2 separate regions of the Mus musculus genome follow, and region 2 is linked to region 1. A link is a contact called in public promoter capture Hi-C data. All regions are on one chromosome and are shown on one strand. Each heading gives the region's core, a stretch centred on a gene start, on an enhancer-like site or on the middle of the called end of the contact. The rest is flanking DNA. Distances are from core to core; before and after follow the strand shown. Region 1 holds the start of Rtn2 (reticulon 2 (Z-band associated protein)). Region 2 holds the start of A930016O22Rik (RIKEN cDNA A930016O22 gene).

Region 1 (2,700 bases), core at 102-2,601:
AGCTTTTCTGATGGCATCAGACCTCAGATGCCTCGGGTTCTGCCTTCCAGACAGAGGGGAAGGTCAGTACAAAGTTTTTGAGGTAGGCACTGTGATTGGGACAGGAACAGAGGGGTGTGAAGGTGTGAATGGAGGAAGGGGGCAGATTATAGATAAGGACAAGAGAGGTGGGGCTGGCTGGGGACAGGCCTGCAGGGTCTCCCCCTGGTGATTTCAGCTGAAGACGAGATCTTTGGGCGCTAGGAGGAGGGGAATGAAACTAAAAATGTCCGAGTGGCACATTCTCAGAACTTGGGCATCTGGATACCCAAGACGTGCAAGTGGCTAGATCTGCTAGCGTCGGCATCCCCAGCTGTCAGAACTACCCTGTGTGGGACGCACGGGTAAACACCGACTGCCAGAGCCGATGTCTCAGAGTGGAGCAGGATGACACAAGGGGCTTGGAACCAGGAAGCCAGCCCCTGGAGCTAGCTTAGGGGCTCTTCACACAAGAGAGCCTCGACAGCCTTCGAAAATGGAAACCCTACCCCGCACCTCCGTCTCATTTCCTCACCTGGGCAACCAGAGGCCTGAAGAGGAGTGTGATCTTCTGCAGGGTTACTACTGAGTGGAAAAGCCCGCTAAAGACTCAGACTTGGAACGAAGCCAGGGATGACTGTTTTCTTAGGACAGGGGTCGGACACCCAGGGTGATATTGGGAGTGCCTTCTGGGCAGATCATGAGGGTGAGATGCAAAATGTGTGCCGAGGGGAGTCGGATCCTTCTATTTCATCCTGACTCAACCCGTCAGCTGAGGCCAGCACCAGGGCCGGGGACAGCTCCCCACGAGCTTGCTCCTTCTCACACTGGGCGGGGCGACCCAATCCAGCGCCCAGCGCGCACCCCCAACACGCGATCTCGATGACCCCCCCTCCACCCCATTGCACCGGGTCCTCCGGGTCAGGATGCCCCAGTTGCCTCCAAAGCGCGGGGGGGAGGGGAAGGATTCCTTTGTCTCCTTCCCGGCTTCCCGGCTCTCCCTCGAGCCCGCTCGCGGAAGATGGAGACCCTAGGAGGACCCCACGCGGTTTTCTGTGCCCCACACCAGGCCGGAGCCTCTCCATACTCACTGCAGTGGGCGAAGACCGGCAGGACCTGCCCCATGGCCCCCCTCGGGCCTGCATCGGGACCCCCGCCCACTCCGGCCGCGCCGCCCTGGGCCTGGGGCCACGGGCGCTCATCTCCGCCGCGTCGACGACGCCGCCGCCATCCTCCCGGGCTGCTTTAGCAGCCGCCGCCGCCACCGCCGCCACCGCCGCCGCCCTCTGCTCCACTCCGCGGGGGAGGGCGGGGCCGCAGAGGAGCAAGCACTGCAGCGCGGGGGCCTGGGGCGGGGCCTAGAATTGAAGGCGGGGCTTGAGGACCTGGAGGGAGGGACCTCCGTTTTAATGGGAGGCGTCTGGGTTTCGGAGAGCGGGGCCTTTAGGAATGGGGCGGGGCTTGAGCGGTGTGCAGCGCGGGAGAGAGTGCCCAGAATATGCATACTCCGATGTAAGGGTGTTGGGGCAGTTTTAGAGATGGCACTGAGAGAGGGTGGGATATGATGTTCTGGGGTAGAGTCTGAGGCTAGACTTGGAGATGGCGTGGAAAAAGGGGGTGGGGAAAAGAACTAAAACTTAAAACTTATTTTCTGCCAGGCTATGGTGGTGTACACCTTTACCGGCGCTTGGGAGGCAGAGGCAGACAGATCTCTGTGAGTTCAAGGCCAGCCTGGTTTACAGAGCGAGTTCCAGGACAGCCAGAAACCCTGTCTCAAAACAAATAAACAAAACTCGTTTTTTTCTTTTTTAAAAAAAGGTTTGTTTATTTATTTTATGTATGTGAGTACACTGTAGCTGTCTTCAGACACACCAGAAGAGGGCATCAGATCCCAGTACAGATGGTTGTGAGCCACCATGTGGTTGCTGGGAATTGAACTCTAGACCTCTGGAAGAGCAGACAGTGCTCTTAACCACTGAGCTGTCTATCCACCCCTCCCCAACTTATTTTCTTTAAAGATTTGTTTGTTTGTTTATTATGTACAGTGTTCTGCCTGTATATATGCCTGTATGCCAGAAGAGGGCGCCAGATCCTCTCATTGTATATGGTTGTGAGCCACCATGTGATTTCTGGGAATTGAACTCAGGGCCATCTCTCCAGCCCTAACATTTAGTTTTACAATTATTTGTGTGTGTGTGTGTGTGTGTGTGTGTGTGTGTGTGTGTGTGTGTGTATCCTGTGGAGCATATAAGCAGGTCACTCTGCTCCAGTCACACGTTCATACCCAGCAAGCTTACTCTTCAGAGTAGGAGCTTTGGGAAGTTTCCGTTCATTCATCCTTTCAATAGTCGTCTATAGAGCATGTGTGGTAAGACAGGTACGTAGGCCCCAGCGGGATACCGATAAACAAGTGAGACAAAACTCCTATTCTATCCTGCCTCTGCCATATCATCAACACCTCTTATGGGCAGTTGTGGCCAGCACCAGGTCCCAGAATTCCCTCTTTCTACCATGTGGGTTTGGGGGATGGAATTCAGGTCACCAGGCAAAGGGCTTTTACTCCATTGAGCCTCCTTGCCCAACCCAAAGCACTCAAAACTTTTAAGGCTCAGAGAGGAGCTTAGACATGGGTGGGGTTGAGGCAACAGCATAGAATGATGTAATAGATGGGATCTGAGCTAC
Region 2 (2,700 bases), core at 28-2,527, 140 kb before region 1:
AAACACTCAAGGTTTTTCTTGGCTACATAGTGTTTGAGGGCTAACCTGGTCTACGTGAGATCCTGACCTGGAAGGATCACCAACTGCAGATGGGAACTGTGGCCTATTTTTAAAACATTATTTCACTTGATGTAGTATCTGTGAAAGGGAACACTTTTGTCAAGAGAACTCAGTTTTGAGAGTTGGTTCTACTGCCTTGTCACAAGTTCTGGGACCAAACACGTCAGGTTAGTGCAGGATCCGTTTTTCGCCTGGTGAGCCGCCTCTACCGACTGCCGGCTAAGCTGGGCATGGTGGATCTGCCTGCCATTCCAGAATTCAGGAGGCAGATTCAGGAGGTTAATGTAAGTTTGAGGCCAGCCTGGGCTACATAGTAAGTTTGAGGCCAACCTAAAGTATATAGGGATAGCCCGTGTTTAACAAGGGTAAAGGAGATGACTGAGTGGATGACAGCCCTGTTTTACGCTATCAAGAGAACTTAAGTTTGGGTCATCATTATCCAAGTAAATGACAGGCATGGGTATGCGCCTGTGACCCCAGCATGTGGACAGAAACAGGCTGACCCTGGGTCCTGGGTGACCCTTCACTTAGCTGAGACAGTGAGTGTCAGGTTCAGCGAAGAGACTGTCAAAACAGGTGGATGCCAGGTGTGGTAGCACATGCCCTTAGACCCAGCATTCAATAGGCAGAGATAGATGGATCTCTATGAGTTCGAGACCAGCTTGGTCTACATAGTGAGTTCCAGGACAGCCAGGGCTGCATAAAAATAATAATAATAATAATAATAATAATAATAATTTGAGAATAACAGAGGAAGACACCCACAGCCCTCGTCTAGCCTGTCACAAGTGTGTGTACCTGTGCATACCTGTGCCAAGCATGGTGGCGCACACCTCTAATCCCAGAAGTTGAAAAGCAGAGGATTAGAAATTCAAGACTATCCTCAGCTACATAGGGAATTCAGGGCCAGCCTTAGCTACAAGAGCAGCTGTCTCAAAACAGCAATAACTTAGCAGTTAGAAAGGACGGAAGACAGACAGGACGCCAAGTGAGACGCATAAGAGGTAAGTCCCCGCTCCTCCTCCCTCAGTAGCTGGCACACTCACAGCTAAGGCCATCACGGACTTTTATTTAAGGCAGGGCATGGAGAAGCAGCCGGCGCTCCGGAGCGCCTGAGAAGCAGGTGGGCGGGGCTCCGGAGAGGCAGGTTCTCATTGGCCAGAACCCAGAGGACAGAGCCCAATGATTGGACTTCCAGGAGGCGGGGCACCAGCGCACACTGCAGGCTGGTGCGCCACGCCCTGCGCCTACTTCTGCGCGGGGATCATGTCGTCGATGGACTGGCCCTTTTCCAGCTTCTTCTCCATCTCCACCATAAGCTTCACGCCATCCACCACCAGCTGCACCTGTTCGACTTCGGATGAGCCCAGCCGATCGGCGTTGGAGATGTCGAACACGGCGCCCACCGCAGCCGTGTCCACGCCACCTGCGCGGGAGCAAACGCCACAGAGGCATTGGACAGGGAGCAGAGGTGCAGGTACGACCCTGTGCCCAAGTGCAAACGTCTCGGAAAGTTGCTGTTCACAAGTCACCAGTTATTGATATTAGGCCCTGTATGCCTGGATGTTAGGGTGAGGTCTCAGCTCAACAAGAAATTATAGCACAGGCCAGCGAAATAGCTGAGTGAGTAAAGATGCTTTTTGCTAAACCTGACATCCGGGTTCAATTTTCAGGGCTCACGTGGTGGAAGGCAGGAACTGACTTTAGAAAGTTGTCCTCTGACATCCATGCAAGTGTCGTGAAGTGGGAGTGCTCTCTCTCACACAGACAAATTTAATTTTAAAAATATACCGGAGCCGGGCGTGGTGGCGCACGCCTTTAATCCCAGCACTTGGGAGGCAGAGGCAGGTGGATCTCTGAGTTTGAGGCCAGCCTGGTCTACAGAGTGAGTTCCAGGACAGCCAGGGCTATACAGAGAAACCCTGTCTCAAAAACCCAAAAAAAAAAAAAAAAAAAAAAAAAAAAAAATACCGGGCAATGGTGATGCACATTTTAAATCCCAGCACTCGGGAGACAGAGGCAGGAGGATTTCTGTGAGTTCGAGGGCATCCTGGTCTACAGAGTGAATTCCAGGAAAGCCAGGGCTACTCAGAGAAACTCTGTCTCGAAAAACAAAACAAACAAACAAAAAAACCAAGATTGTCAGCCTGCGGTCAAACTGACCCCATTCCATTTACAGGTAGAGAATCTGAGCCGCCAATAGAGGATCGGGGATGTACGTAAAATACACATCAAATACTCTTAATCCCGGAACTTGCAGGGACACCCCTCCTCGGTAGATCCCTCCCCAGACGCCGCGGGGCGGGGCGGGGCGGGGCGGGGCGGGGCGGGCCGCACCTGTGCCGCGCTTCTGCAGACGAAGGCGAGTGAGAATCTCCTCAAACTTGGGGTGCTTGCTCAGGTTCGCCAGCTTCACGTGCACGCCTCCGCGCAGCCCGGTGCCCAGGTTGGAGGGGCAGGTGAGCACGTAGCCCAGGTGCTCGTTCCACATGAAGGGGTGACCAGCCTTCTTGAAGATCTCCTCAATCTGAGAAAGGGAGAGGACACCAGGAATTGGACTCCAAAGGCAGTCTGGGGTGTGTGTGTGTGTGTGTGTGTGTGTGTGTGTGTGTGTGTGTGAGGGACCAGGTGTTAGGACAT

Evidence for each region. Promoter capture Hi-C pulls out the DNA fragments that hold promoters and counts their contacts.
Region 2: a promoter capture Hi-C map of second pharyngeal arch cranial neural crest shows a contact between it and region 1. The contact joins the promoter of A930016O22Rik here to the promoter of Rtn2 in region 1. A contact is called at or near these places in 6 of 39 promoter capture datasets (the C10 cell line, cranial neural crest, embryonic stem cells and 3 more), 5 of 115 datasets of contacts at active chromatin or transcription factors (effector CD8 T cells and embryonic stem cells) and 2 of 9 other capture datasets (adipose tissue and liver).

Annotation. Positions count from the first base shown.
Region 1 is chr7:19,281,275-19,283,974 of GRCm38.p6, reverse strand. Rtn2 (reticulon 2 (Z-band associated protein)) reads right to left here and starts at 1,351. Exons shown (of 10, transcript NM_013648.6): 1 at 1,110-1,351. The coding sequence starts at 1,143.
Region 2 is chr7:19,419,994-19,422,693 of GRCm38.p6, reverse strand. A930016O22Rik (RIKEN cDNA A930016O22 gene) reads left to right here and starts at 1,277. Exons shown (of 2, transcript NR_073015.1): 1 at 1,277-1,537. Ckm (creatine kinase, muscle) reads right to left here. Exons shown (of 8, transcript NM_007710.2): 7 at 2,398-2,587; 8 at 1,111-1,486. The coding sequence ends at 1,308.